Regions from separate parts of the Sus scrofa genome. Here region 2 is linked to region 1. A link is a contact called in public HiChIP or PLAC-seq data. All regions are on one chromosome and are shown on one strand. The core of a region is the stretch at or near the end of the contact, and the rest is flanking DNA. Distances in the headings are between cores, read along the strand shown.

Region 1 (7,389 bases), core at 2,754-5,253:
AAAATAGAGCCAACTCCAGGCTATGTGGAAGCCACGGTGACCAGCTTTCCCTGCTACCATCCCTTAGCCCCCAAACACCCTCCCACCGCCAAGGAGTCCCTGGACCAGTGAGGTTCCCAGGAGTGAGCAGACTAGGGTGCTAGAGGGAGAGGGACGATCAGAGTCCTCTGATCCCCAATGAGCCAGGCTGGACAGGACCAGAATCTGACAAGAACTCTCTAGGGAATTCCACACAGAACTCACAGGAAGGCCTCATAGCTGCATTCCAGGAGCCCGAATCCCAGATCCTGACCAAGGGACCCCAGCGATATCCCTAATTTACAGGAAAGCTCCTGTGTTTCTTCTGCTTTTATTGCTTTCACTTCCTGTTTCTCTTTGGTGTGGAAAGCAGGAGGGGCAGGAGAGAAAGGAAGAAGGGAGACTGGGATGGAAGGGAAAAAGCAAAAGAGGACCATGCCAGGGCTTCCCACTGTGGACTGATGTACCTGCCCTGCCACAGGGCGCAGTGAGCCTGGAAAATGCCCTCAGGCGGCTCCCATCCTTGCTGCCAGCTAGATGTTCCCTCCTTTTAGAGTCGAGAAAGCTGTTCCGTGAGTAACTGCTAGTATTAATAGCTAATATTTATGGAGTGCTAACTGTATGCCAGGATGCTGCAAATCTCCTTAAATTCTCACTATAAGATAGGTATTATTATTATTCCTGTTATGCAGATGATTTAACTGAAACCAGGTCTTTGGTCCATATCCACAGTCCCCTGTGGCTCTTAGGTCTTACCCTCCTCCAAACAGGCTTTGACCGAAAAGGGCCATTTGTTTCCTGTCCCTTTGCCCTGGGTTCCCTGGGGCTCCCTGGTCTAATAGGACAAATCATTGGAGGCATCAGCACATCCTCTCCCCTGCAGCCCTCCCCTGGCCTATGATGCAGGCCCACATTTCCGAGGATTGGTTTTAGTGATCCCCTTTCCTCCAAGGACTTTGGAGAAACAGGCAGGTCCTGTAAATGTGTTCATCCTTCCATTTTCTCACTCATTCATGTATTCAATACAGAGCATCTAATCTGGCCAAACCCTGACTCAGGTTCTGGAGAACCAGGACGAACCAAACAAGGCACCATATTTCTGGCAGCAAATCGTTTTCCCCCAGAATTTTGAAGACATTATTCTCTTGCCTTCTTCATGTTATCAATGTGGCTGTCTGATGTTACTTAAGTCTGAAATTTTAAAAAAAAATTTCAAAATATGTCTATTACCTTTTGAAATAACTACTTCAGCTGTGTGGACCAAACTGCTTACTAAATGGAACTCTTGGGTGTTTCTTTTGGCCTAGGAGGGGCTGTGAAAAACTTTCTGAGACACCAAAAACACCAAGAAATGAGGAAGTTTGGAAAGCTCTGCTCTAAAATAAATTCCTATAATTGTGCTTGCTGCATCAAAAGGTAGTCAGATTTGGTTTTTCATACATAAATCCAGTTTGCCTTCCAGAATTTTTTCATTTATAATCCAATCAACAGTTTACGAGAGTGGGAATTCCCATCGTGGCTCAGCGGAAACAAACCCGACTCGTATCCATGAGGACACAGGTTTGATCCCTGGCCTTGCTCAGTGGGTTAAGGATCCCACGTTGCTGTGAGCTATGGTGTAGATCACAGATGTGGCTCGGATCCCACGTTGCTGTGGCTGTGATGTAGGCCAGTGGCTACAGCTCCGATTTGACCCGTAGCCTAGTAACCTCCATATGCCACAATGCAGCCATGAAAAGATGAAAAAAAAAAAAATTATGAGAGTGAAAGGCAATTAAAATAACATTGATGTAAAAACTCTAAAAATCCACTCCCTCCAGGAGACTGCCTTGCACAAAGAATCTAAAGACTTTCCTGGGCTTTACATTTATTCCCAGATGTGCAGATCATATACTTTAATCTGTTTAATCTGTGGGATTTAGGAATTTGTTAAAAAAATATATTAGGAGTAAATGCACCAAGAAGCCAACAAGTATTTCTCTCTGGGGGAGGGATTTCCAGTAATTATTGCTTCTTTCTTTAGAACTTTCAGTATTATCTAAAACTTTTACAATAATTATAGTCAACCCTTTTAATCAGAAAAAAAAATCCTAAAAAAAAAAAAGAAAGAGCTCTGAATATCTTGGATTAAATTTGCACCTAAATTCCATAAATAAGAACTAAGAACATGGTACTAAAATATCAGCCTCCTGTCATCTGCTTTTTGAGAAATGAAACCCCTGGTCATAAAAATAGCCGTTGCTTGCAGTTAAAAGGGAGAGAATTTTAAAAGAAAAAGAAAAGGAAAAGCAGAAGGAAAACTGTCTGCTGGCAAGTCTAAAGTCAGACAAATGTCTAAGGGGCCGAAAGATAGACCCAGTCCAGGGTTTCATTCCCAAAACGTCTGTGGATCCAGGAGGGGCTGTTGACTCTAAACAAGGTGCTGATTTTAGATGCGGCCACAGATTAATTTTAGAAGGCCTGACATTCTGAGTCATCCTGAGGTGGCCTGATTGGAACTGATCAGAGGAGCCCATTTCAAGCTGGCCATCTTCTCAAGTGTCCCACACCCTGGAGCTCTGATACCTCCTGGGACGGGAGGCCTAGTTCCCATCAGCAGGGCCACCTCACCACCAGGGAGGATGTGGATCAGCAGCAGGAAGTGGCCATGTCCGCCACACAAGGTCTGGGCTGCTCTCTTTCCATGGGCAACTGCAAGCCAGCTAGTGTAACCACAGCCGGAAAATGACTCCCGCCCTTCCCAGGACACCAGCAGCTATACAGCACCTACTGTATACAAACATGATCCCCAAAGCTAATAGGGAGCTTATTAAAAAACTAGATGCCAGGAGTTCCCTTCGTGGCTTAGCAATAACAAACCCAACTAGTATCCATGAGGACGCAGGTTCAATCCCTGGCCTTGCTCAATGGGTTAAGGATCCAGTGTTGCCATGAGCTGTGGTATAGTTCACAGAGCAGCTCGGATCCCAAGTTGCTGTGGCTGTGGCATAGGCCACTCCGATTCAGCTTCTAGCTTGGGAACGTCTGTATGCTATGGCTGTGGCCCTAAAAAGGCAAAAAAAAAAAAAAAAAAAAAAAAAAAAAAAGATAAATAAATAAAAATAAAATTAAAATCTAGATGCCAGACCAGCCCCAGGTTTGCAGATTCAGAACCTCTAGGAAGGGGCCATCCAGGCCTGGGAACCACTGCTGTGGGGGCCCAGAAGTGAGTTCATACCCACCCAGGCCCTCAGGACACTCCCAGGAACCGTCAGGTTGTCTGCTCCCAGCTAGGCTGTCACATGTCCCACTCCTGGCTAGGGAGCTGAGAGCAGGAGCAGGGTGCTCCCAGGAGCAGGGTGCTCCCAGTAGTTTGTGGAAAGGGGGTGGGCATTGAGCAGGCAAACTGTCCACCTCTGTCAGCTGTCCCCAAGTTTAGCATCCCGGGCGGCTCCAGCACCATCACATATGGGACATCGCTCCCATACCTCTAAAAAGGCACCTCTTCGGTCAAGGACTGACCCTCCCCCAGCAGCACTGAGCATCTGGTCCCATCCTCCCAGCACTACCCAAGTCTGAGCTGCTTTTCTGTCACTTACAATCAAAGAGTTATAACAAATACTCATGTTATACATCAGTTTATCCAAAAGCAAGATAAGTAGGAGCCCAAGGAAATGCTCTGGCCAAGTCCTTGCCCAAAGCCTACAGATATCACCTACCCATGATCTATTTGTCAGCCAAATCCAGGTCAGTCATTGGAGAAATTCCATCAGAGAAGTCTGGTAAATCAAGATATGCTTCCCAGAGGAGGCGAGTTTAGGGCCAGAGTTTGAAAGGAGAGGCCACAGTGTGCTCTCAAAGCAACCATGTGGGCTGACAAGCTCTTTATTCCAGAAAGGGCTGTAAATGCTCCTGGCTCCATGGCCAGCTCTTCAGAGGTACACATACTGTACTCTCGCTATTCTTAGCTGCCTGCCACAGCTCAGAAAGGGCTCCGGATCTCTGCACTGCACGTCCGTCCGGGGGAAAGATGAGCTGGGCCTCAGCTGTGCTGCCCGCTCGGCCTGTGGGCTTAGCAGACTGAACTTGACACCCGCTGCAGTAGGGATGAGAGTCAAGGGGCTCCAGGAGGCCTCTCCTGCCAGTGCCTGTGTGAAAAGCGCATCCCATAGGCAAGGCTTGCAGAGCCTCCAGCATGGATCTGATGCAGCCTGACAGCTTGGAGAGACCCCTGCCCCTGGCGGATCAACACGACCAGTTAATCTCATCACACCAAACTTAATCCTGTACTCTTTGCTCTTCTAGCCTGGGCTCCAGACCCACAAAGATTCTCAAATGTCTCTGCTGAAAGCTCTAGGAATTACAGGGTGACAGAGCACTCCATAAGGGAGGTGCCCCGGAGTGGCAGGTTTTCTCCTAAAACATTCATATGCATTTTTGACAGCTTCGTTAAGATATATATCCCATATAATTTACAGGGTAGTTTTTATTGATTGTGCAACCATCACCACCATCAATTTTAGAACATTGTCATCATTCCCGAAAGCAACCTCTCACCTTTCAATTTATTATCCCACCAGCTGTCCCATCCCATTAGCCCTGAATTATTTTCTGTCTCTATAGGTTTGACTATTCTAGACATTTCATACAAATGGAATCATACAATGCATTTCCTTTTGTGACTGACTTCTTTCACTGAGAATGTTTTCAAGGTTCATCCATGTTGTAGCATGAATCAGTACATTCGTATGCTGATGATATTCCATTGTATGAATATACCACTTTTGCTTTATCCATTCATCCATTGATGGATATTTGGGTTGTTTTGTTGCCAAAACTCAGCCTCTACCTACTGCTCCTTCATAGAAACACAGAGACAGGGTTTTGCAAAGGAGAAATGAGTAGCTTTCACTGCTGTGCCAGGCAAAGCAGTCCACAGCAGGCTAGCACCTTAAAGACTGTGCCATCCTTTGGGAGAGAATAGGAGGTGGTCTTATAGTTTGGGAGTGGTAAATAGGACCACAGATAAGGATCAGGGTAGATGCAAGCTTGCATTCTTCTTCAGAGGTGGTGTCAGGCAGTCCTGGGGCGAGTTCTGGTGGTCTCTATAGACTGTGACTTTCTTTCTCAATGAAGAATGCTTCATCAAGTGGTTAATATCTTCTGCTTGCTGGGTGTTTTAGTTCTGCAGAAAAGTCAAAGGTATTGTTATGTATATCCCCTGAGGGGGAACCAGGACCCCGCTCCAAGGCTACACTACTCTTTCTTGTCTCCCCCACCCCAGTCTCGGCATCCCCTCCCTTCCCTGATCAGCAACTGTTTGAACCTGCCCTTTGGCACCCAGGGAAGGTCATGGAGGCTGAATGAAGTTTATTTCCTATAGACAAGAAATGGGGGACACAGAAAGGCTTTTGTGCCCAGGAGCCCATACGCCCTGCTTGGTTTCAGTTTCTGCTTTGTAGCTATTATGAATAATGCTGCTCTGAACATTCTCATAAAAGTCTTATCTGGATGTGAAACCAAAACACCTCTGACCCAAATGCAGCCTAAACCCAGATTGGGACTTGAACCCACAGTTTTTAAATTAGAATTACTCAACTGGTGTCTGGACTTTATGAAGCTCGGGTTCTTTGTTTCTCAGTGCAGAAGGAATTCAGCAAGAGACAAAATGATAGGCAAGAAATAGACTTATTAAGATAGGATGTGGAGTTCCTGTCGTGGCGCAATGGAAACGAATCCAACTAGGAACCATGAGGTTGAGGGTTCAATCCCTGGCCTCGCTCATGGATCCAGCGTTGCCGTGAGTTGTGGTGTAGGTCACAGTTGTGGCTTAGATCTGGTGTTGCTATGGCTCTGGTGTAGGCCAGCAGCTGTAGGTCTGATTGGGGATTGGGTGGGCTACATTTTTATAATCCAAGGAAAGTGGTGAGGAGGAAAGACCACCTTCTTCCTTGTTGTTTGTCTAGTAGATGTCAGGCTTACATCACTAGCTCCTCCGTCGTATCAGGTAAGAGAGTATTTGACCCTATGAGGTCAAACTAGGACTGTCCTCCTGCTTATTCAGATCAGCAGAAGGGTGGTAACTTATGCTAAAATGTGCTGAATCATCTCAGGTTTCTGCATAATGAGGGTCTCCTATTTTGGAATCTCATCCTTCCTTTAAATTCCTGTCCTTAGTCCTGAGGATCATTATCTTGCTGAACTTGATAGCAAGCCTCATTTTATCTTTCACTCAATGACCTGAGGCCTATCTCATGCTTTTATTTATGGTTTTTATAATTAAACAAGCCTGCTTTGTTCCATGATGTTCTGATGGCTTTCTTGAGTGATTATTAACTTACAGTGGTCTCCCAAAGTCCCCTAGGTTTCCCTCTCTATCTATGGTCCTCTCCTGGGACTTCTTCAACTTCTTGTGTAACTATCCTACTCCTTCCCTATCAGATTTATGTTTTCCTTTCTCTTGGATATATGCCTAGGAATGAAATTTGCTGGGTAAAACAGTAATCCAGTTGACTCTCCCAGGAGTTATTATTATGAGCAGATTTAGCATCAAAGAATCCAGTAAGGTCCATGTAACAGGCATCATTTGTTTTTATGCCCAGTGCTGCTTCCATTCCTCCAAGGAAACATCTCTGAAGGGTCCACCCTTCCCCACCCCTCTCAGCCTCAGTGATTAATTCAGAGAGGAGGCAGCTGTCTTGCATGCCCACCAGCAGTGTGTAAGTATCCCAATTTCGCCACATCCTCACCACACTGGGTATTATCTGTCTTTTTCATTATAACCATCCTAGCAGATATGAAGTGGTATCTCTTGGTGGTTTTGATTTGCAGTTCTCTGATCACTAATGATGTGACTATCTTTTCATGTGCTATTTGTCTACTTGATTATCTTCTTTGGAGAAATATCTATTCAGTTTCTTTATCCATTTTTCACTGGGCCATTTGTCTTTTTATTACTGAGTTGAAAGTCTTTCTATAATTCTCAAAACAAGCCCCTTGTGAGATACATAACTTTCAAGTACGTTCCCTATTCTGTCTGTTAGGCTTTACTTTCAAAGTGCCCTTTAAAGTACAAAAGTGTTTTATTTATTTATTTATTTATTTATTTATTTATTGGTCATACCTATGACATTTTGTTGTTGTTGTTGTTTTGTTTTGAAAACCAGTTTTTTTTTTTTTTCCCACTGTACAGCAAGGGGGTCAGGTTATCCTTACATGTATACATTACAATTACATTTTTTCCCCCACCCTTTGTTCTGTTGCAACATGAGTATCTAGACATAGTTCTCAATGCTGTTCAGCAGGATCTCCTTGTAAATCTATTCTAAGTTGTGTCTGATAAACCCAAGCTCCCGATCCCTCCCACTCCCTCCCCCTCCCATCAGGCAGCCA
Region 2 (7,389 bases), core at 2,539-5,038, 64 kb before region 1:
GAAGAGGGCACAGGTGCTGCCTACATGCCTGCCCAGGTGCCTTCCCCAGGGCACAGCAACCAGGAGGTGGCGCTAAGGCCCCACCTCAGAGCTGGAGAAAGTAGGGAGCTCCAGGAGCTAAGGCCAGGGTGGGGGTGAGTCACAGCCCCCGGCCCCAGGAAGAGCTCTGCTAGCTCATTCTGGAGGGTGCTGCTGGAAACAGTGACTCAGGGTGACTTGGATTCAGGGGCTGAGTCACAGCCCAGGAACGTGGCTGCCCCACCCGTGAGAGAAGCTCTCTCCACAGCCTCACGTTTTCAGGCCAACTGGCCAGAACAGCAAACTGCCAGATCACACCCAGCTGTCCGTCCAGCTTCGGCCCCAGATTCAGCCCTACTCAGGCTCTATCCCCGCTGTGGTGAGTTGGGGGGAGTGCTGGAGGAGGGGGCCACTGTGGCTCCTGACTACATTACCTCCAGGTTGCTAGAGTGAACACAAGCACCCTGCCTAAATATTAAGAATCTTCTTGGAGTTCTCTTCGTGGCTCAGTGCTTAATGAATCCGACTAGGAACCATGAGGTTGGGGGTTCGATCTCTGGCCTTGCTCAGTGGGTTAAGGATCTGGCATTGCCATGAGCTATGGTGTAGGTCGCAGACGAGGCTCGAATCTGGCGTTGCTGTGGCTCTGGCAGCTACAGCTCCGATTAGACCCCTAGGCTGGGAACATCCATATGCCATGGGTGTGGCCCTAAAAGGACAAAAAAGACAAAAAAAAAAAAAAAGAATCTTCTTAAAAATAGGAGAATAGGAAATAAAAGAAATGCCTCTAGGCATGCATGCCTCGGGCCACCCCTGGAATAGATCAGATTGAGAGCATCCTGCAGACCATGGGCCAGACCAGCCCTGCCTTAGTCCTCTGAGAACCCCAGTGCCTGAAGGGGGGCTACCACCCACCACAAAAGTGACCCTCACACTTCCAGCCCAGAGCTCCTCGCATGGCCATGTGTGATGCGTGCCTCCTGCCCAAGTGCCGATCAGCCAGTTCAAGTCCCAGGTCCTTGGGGACCACCTTGACCACCCTGGCTCCTGTACCTGCAGAAGCCACCTCACAAGGCTGGCCCTAACTCCCCAGTTGGACACCGTGGCCAAGATGATGAGGATGGCACAGCAGCTCGGAGCTGCGTGCCAAGATCTGCTCACACATCCCAGTGATACTGCAAAGGACAGCATCATTTTAAAGTTCCTAGAAGTCAGGGCCTATGTCTTTTATTCCCTCTGAGTCACATTTCTCCTATTCTGGCTCTTTCAGAAACACCTGGGGGAGCAGAAGTGGAGGGAGGCAGGTTAGGGGGACTGCAGCTCCCATGGAGAGCAGATCGGAAGCGGCCTGGGGGGACACCTGGGGCCGGCCGACTCGGGAACCCATAGCCCCAGGAGGCGGCACAGTCTCCCCAAAGTCACGTTGGCCAGCAGGGCAGCCCCAGGACCCCAAGTGCCCAGCTTCCTGCCAGCCAGCTTCCTGAAGACTGCCTAACCTGCAGAAGGAGGACAGGCTCAATAAAAACCAGTTCCAGGTGGGAAGGTCAGTCTGGCTGAGTGTGGGACATTTATCGTCCAATATCCAGCCAGCAGACCCTATGCCTTGGCCTCCCCTTCAACCCCAGGAGGGGCTGTGGGGCCCTCCCAGCGGGATTCCCCAGACACACCCATTCCAGGAGCCCAAAGCAGCCACAGCCACCACCCCAGGCCCCACAGTCTCCCAGGGGCTTCTCCCACCAGAAAAAATGTTCATCTGGCCTCTTGCCAAACCCGCTTGAGGAAAAACTATGCAGAAATCCTGGCTCTGGGTCAGGGGCCCATTCCCCCTCCAGCCAGAAGTCCTGAGCTCCACAAGCAGGACAGGCCTTCCTCCTGAAGCAGAAGAGGACACAGCCGGTCTAAGACTCCCCAGGCCACCTTCCTGACCTTGGACAGGTGAGGCTGGTCATGGCTCAGGGCCTCCAACATCAGTCCACAGCTTTGGCCTAAAAGCAAGCAGGCAGGAGTTCTCTTCGTGGCTCAGTGGTTAACAAACCCAACTAGGATCCACGAGGACATGGGTTCAATCCCTGGCCTTGCTCAGTGGGTTAAGGATCTGGCACTGCTGTGAGCTATGATGTAGGTCAAAGACGCGGCTCAGATCTGGTGTTGCTGTGGCTGTGACGTAGGCCAGTGGCTAGAGCTCCAATTCAGCCCACAGCGGGGAACCTCCATATGCCATGGGTGCAGCCCTAAAAAAAAAAATAGAAAAAAAAAAAAAAAAAAAAAAAAAAAACAGCCAGGCAGCAGGTCAGGTAAGAAATTGGGCCACGAACCCAGAGCTCCATATCATAGTCATAAAATACCAGTGGGCGAGAATCAGAAGGTGGCCCAGAAAAAATGGCACAGCTGCCCAGAGAGAAACCAGCCTGCTGAGGAAGGCCTCCGTGCCTGCCCCCAACCCAGGACCAGGATGGGGTGCTACAGTCATGTGCTTTCGCTGGATTGAGAGCCACAAGGCCACTCTTCCCAAGGCACTGCATCTCAGTCCCTGGCCACACTGTGCTCACCCAGGATGCATCCATCCCCAGAGCTGGGGGCTGAGAAGAGCAAAGTATTGGCAGGGTGGTAGCATCACTCAGGAGCCTGTGCAAGGAGCCTCCTCCAGGAAGCCCACTGTGATGTGGACTGTTTGCCCTCCGTGAAACTCCCAAGAACCAGTCCTCCAGGCCCCAGGACTCAGCATCCCAGCCAGACTGAAGCCTTCCCAGTGTCCCTACCAGGGACACCATGGGACCTAGAGGGCCTAGGGTCACCTCAGGTCTGGCCAGGGTGGCAGGACTTCCATGTGAAGCCCTGGGCAGAGAGCTAGGATAACGAGTGGGGGCTTGAGTCAGGGAGCTCAGCTCATCCAGGAAGCACCCCTGGGACCTTGGGCAGGAGACCTGGCCTCTCTGGGCAGTTGTGTCCTCAGGAAGCTCAGGATGACCTCACAGCTCCCGTGAGTCATGAAGGACACCACTGCCCTCACTGCAGGAGCCCTCACTGAGGACAGAAGCTCCGAGGCTCCTGTACTACAGAGCCCTACACACTGCACAGGCCCGCCAGCAACAACCCCTCGCATCCCCACCACCTCTACTGACCCGCACCTCTCTTCACAGGAGCTGTCCCCACGGGGACTTCTGTAAACAGCCCTGCCTCCCAATTCAGAAAGGGGACGAGTCCTCCCCCACCCGGGTGGTCAGGTAGATGGGTGCCTGGCACCAAGGACAGGACAGCAGACCAGAAGGCGCCAGCACATGCAAGGTTAGAAGCCAGTGTCACCTGATTTCGGAGCAGGTTAGTTTGAGCTACCAGATGAGCCTGCAGTTTGCCTTGGCACCACTGGGGGGCGGCCTTCTCAAGCAGCGAGACAGGCTGGGGGAGGGGCGGGGGTTAAGGCCAAGGAGAGTAGAGAAACAGGAGGGAGATGGGAAGAGAGAAACAGACAGAGACATTAAACACCACGCCCACACGTCTCCAGTGCAGTGACAGCTGCCACGCAGGTCCCCCCAGCAGATAAAGGCTCCCCCCAGGCTGCAAGAATTAGGGGGCGCTCCCAACAGATAAAGGCCCCCAGGCTGTGAGAATTAGGGGGCCCTCAGCAGGGCTGGAAAGGGGTGAACTCCAAACTGCAAAGCAAAGTGTAAGAATTGTTAGCAGAGGGGCTCAGCAAACTGGGTCCTGCCCCTCCAGTTAGGGGCCCGCCCTCAGATCCCACCCCTGCCACCCACGCTTGTTCCAGCTGAGATGGGCCACATCAGATCCCATGACAGAATTCCACTCAGTGCACGCCAGCTGTAGGAGGGGGGTAGCCGGGCTGGTGAAACCCAAGCCAGGCCTGTTCTCATTCTGGACAGCAGCCTGAGAACAGGCAGAGGGACTTGGAGGGACCTGGGGCCAGGCGGCACCACAGGACGGGCTGGGCTGGGGCCCCAGGGCCCAGCACCACCCCCTACCCAGCTCTAGGACCAGGAACTAGTCACCAGCTGTAAGCCCTTCCATGAAGGGGGTTGAGCATCCTGCCAGCCGGCCAGGGTACACAGTGCAGGGGGAAGGCCCTGGGGCTTGGGCACCCTCAGCCCCTGCTGCTGGGATGCCCTGAAGCCCCCCAAACCCCACCCCCAGTATCCCCAGCCTTACCTTAGCTATTTTGGCTTCATCCTTCTTTTTGGCAGTCTGGAGGGACTCATAATGGTGCCGGGCACTGTCATAGTCCACCAGCTTCCGCCCACGCTTGGCAATGCGTGACTAGGGACAGAGAAGGAAGGGGCTGAACAGGGCCTGGACCCCAACCCTCACCCCATGTTGAGCTGCTGCCCTAGGGAAAATGGGTGGTGGGCGTGGGGATCTGGATGAACCAGGGGTTCAGGGCCGCAGACCCCAGGCTGCACCAGGCACTCTGACACATGCCTGAGGCACCATCACTGTCACCTGCAGGGCAGCCCATGCCCTCTGCTGCCCTTTCTTATACGCAGACCCTTGTGACAGTACCCAGTTTTGTCAGGTCCTGCCAGCCATGCCAGTGAGCCTCCTCCCAGACCTTCAGCTGCTGAAAGACCCTCATGGGCCTCAGGCCTGAATCCCCCTGAGCCACTGCCACCAGCCTCCGTCTACTCCCCACAGGGCACCTTCAGGAGCCTGAGGCGTCTGACCTGGTGGCCAAGGGGGCCAGCATGGGCCATGCCCCTAGAGGGTTGGGTCAGCACTATGGCCACCACTTGAGCCCCAGACAACCCTGCTTGCATTGCCCAAGGCACCTGGGGTCCCACCGGCCTCAGGGAGGTTCTGGCACACTGGTACCTCCTGCCTCACCTGGGCCAGCAAAGGCAGTCAGCTTTTGAGCAGTGCAATCACACGAATACACAGGTAAGAGGCGGCGCCACTGGGTGCACCATCCCTTCTAAGCACACACACCCAGGCCTCCTACCCCCCTAATTCTGCTTAGACAACCCTACAGTCGCTTTCTGAGACACAGCCCTATGAGGTCTCTCTCCACAGCCAGAGACCTAAAGTTACAGGGCTTCTGGCTCAGTGGCCTGGGTGAGGGGGCAAGAGGGCAGCCTCAGGGGGAGCATCCCTAGAGGGACGAAATGCCCAGCAAGGGGGATGCCCGCTTTCAGCCCCCCACCCCACCCCCAGGCCTCTCTCGCTCTCCAGCCTGGAGCAGGGCAGATCCACAGAGCGCCTCTCACCTTGATGTCCGGGAACTGGCCCAGGTACGTGTCCATGGTCAGCAGCGCCTGGTCCACCAGCTTTTGGTGGTAATCCATCCAGAGCAGGTCATTGTTCTACAGGGCAAGAGCAAGCAGGGGGTGGACACAGTGCCTGGCCCTGGGCCACCCCACCCTCATTCCCCAGGGACCAGGGTCAGCACTCCCGATCACTGCACCACTTGCAGCTCCTCAGAGTCTCCACTCCCTCGTCTACAAAATGCGGAGTGGGACTCCTGCCTGAGCACAAAGTGACTGTGGGGCTGATAAGCCCAGGCTGGTGGGGCTGGGAGGGAGGCTTCCAGAGTCAGGAGACATGAGGTAGAGGCAGAGATGCCTTGGGATATCATGGGAAACCCGCCTCTGCCTGCAGCCATATCAGAGGAGAAAAGGACCCCCAGAGGGGGAGGGGGTCTGCCCTGAGAACTAGAAGAGCTGGTTCCAGAAGGCCCGGCAGGTGAGAGGCTGCCCACGGAGGTCAGGAGGGCTCTCAGGGACCAGCCAAGACCCCGGCCATACTCACCTCTGCGATCTTGTTGGCTTCGTCCCTGCCCGGCCAGTCAGGCTCGTACACCTCCTGCAGACACTCATTCAGCTTCTTGGAGGCCTCATGCATGGCTGCGGGCAGAAGAGCCAGCTGCAGCCAGGGGGCAGCCCCACCCCCACCCCCAAACAGCCCCTGCCTCCTCCAAACACTGCTCCTTACCCATCTCCCACTCCTCGCCCATCAGCTGCCCTGGGGAAGGCACCCCTCTGCCTCCCAGGGAACCCACCCACCCAGGCCAGGTCGACCCTCACCTTTGACTGAGGCCAGGTAGGTTCGGAGATCCTTCTGCAGCCGGGTGCCCTCACTCTACGCAGACAAAGACAAGAGGGTGAGGGCCAGGGGCACAGCCCACATCGGCCCTCGGCCTCCTACACCCCTGTGGACCACCCCACCCATCAGCCATCCGAATTAAGTCGCAGCTGAGCTCCTGGACAGCAGATGTGCAAACACCCAGGCTATGCAACCCCTCGGGAGCCCTGTGCCCAAAGGGACATTCATCCCACGTCTGTCATCATCTTCCCTCCCAGGCACTCTTCTCAACCCACATGGCAGGCAGAGACCCCCCACACCCTGGACAAGACACACACATGACCTGCATGTATGATATGGCCCACACTGCAGGCCTGCCCTCAGGCACCTGTGATCCAGGCAGCCCAGGAGCACTAGGAGCAGGAGGAGGACCAGGGCCCAAGGGACCAGGGAGCACCTTGCTCTGAAGGCTCAGGCAGTGCCTGAGGCCAGTGGGCACCCCTGCATCCCACACGGAAGGAGGCCCTGTGGACAAAGGCCAGCCCGCGGAGAGAGGAGAGGTCTGGAAGGGGCGCAGAGAAGAGAGGGGTCACGTCCAGGCCTTTTGGGACACTGGCCCAGTTGAGAGGGAAGATGAAGGAGGCAAGGCTGAAGGGGGAGTGGGCCAGGGAGCGGAGCCCCCAAGCCGGGAGAGCAGCCCCCAGGGTTCCCAAGAGCAGGATGCACAGTGAAGCCTCAGCGCCCTCTGGCCATCAGTTCCATAGGGGGCAGGGCAGTGCCACGGAGGACAATGATGGGGGTGGAAGGGCACAGGAGAAGGTGCCCCGGAGCGTGTGAACCTGAGGCTGACCTCCCAGGCTCTCCCTGCCGCAGGCCAGCCCCTGTCTCAGTGACCCCCCTTGTTTTCAAGCCCTTCTCCCTGGCAGAGGGCTAGACCACAGCAGCTAGCCACAGTCCTGGGAGACCGGCACCCTTGCAGAGCTCCAGCTGGGCCAGCCTGGAACTTCTGCAGGTCAGTGATCCAGCCAAGGGCAGGCAGGATGCAGCCACCCTGCACAGGCTCACCCCCAGAACCCCCAAAGCCCTCCTGTGTACCCATGAACAGGACGACCTCCTCATGGCCACCGCCTGCTCCTCCTGTTCTGGTGTCCTCAGAACTCTGGGCAGCAGCGGCAGACTGGGGCCAGCACTTTCCACACGCTGACACCTACTGACCCACCTGACTTGCCCAAGGCTACACAGCCAGCGAGACCCTCCAAGGCCTGGGCACTTGGCCACAGTTCGCTGAATGGGTCATAAGGGCAGAGAAGTCACACAGCTGCCTATTTGTTATGATGCTGCTTC

Evidence for each region. HiChIP or PLAC-seq counts read pairs in DNA pulled down with a chosen protein or histone mark.
Region 2: a contact with region 1 is called in an H3K27ac HiChIP or PLAC-seq map of skeletal muscle. The contact joins two enhancer-like sites. A contact is called at or near these places in 1 of 5 promoter capture datasets (liver), 24 of 47 Hi-C or Micro-C datasets (alveolar macrophages, blood, embryonic fibroblasts and 11 more) and 2 of 2 datasets of contacts at active chromatin or transcription factors (alveolar macrophages and skeletal muscle).

The regions. Positions count from the first base shown.
Region 1 is chr15:25,294,370-25,301,758 of Sscrofa11.1, reverse strand. No RefSeq gene overlaps it. Among named protein-coding and RNA genes, the nearest start is that of BIN1, 31 kb to the left of the region's middle. Within about 2 kb of position 4,003, at least 5 of the 83 cell types and tissues checked have an H3K27ac peak or open chromatin away from gene starts, as enhancers often do. A contact at or near this core is called in skeletal muscle, where this site is marked.
Region 2 is chr15:25,357,825-25,365,213 of Sscrofa11.1, reverse strand. It overlaps BIN1 (bridging integrator 1), which reads right to left. Exons shown (of 14, transcript NM_001097440.1): 3 at 6,048-6,102; 4 at 5,773-5,867; 5 at 5,232-5,327; 6 at 4,180-4,287. Among named protein-coding and RNA genes, the nearest start is that of BIN1, 32 kb to the right of the region's middle. Within about 2 kb of position 3,788, at least 27 of the 83 cell types and tissues checked have an H3K27ac peak or open chromatin away from gene starts, as enhancers often do. A contact at or near this core is called in skeletal muscle, where this site is marked.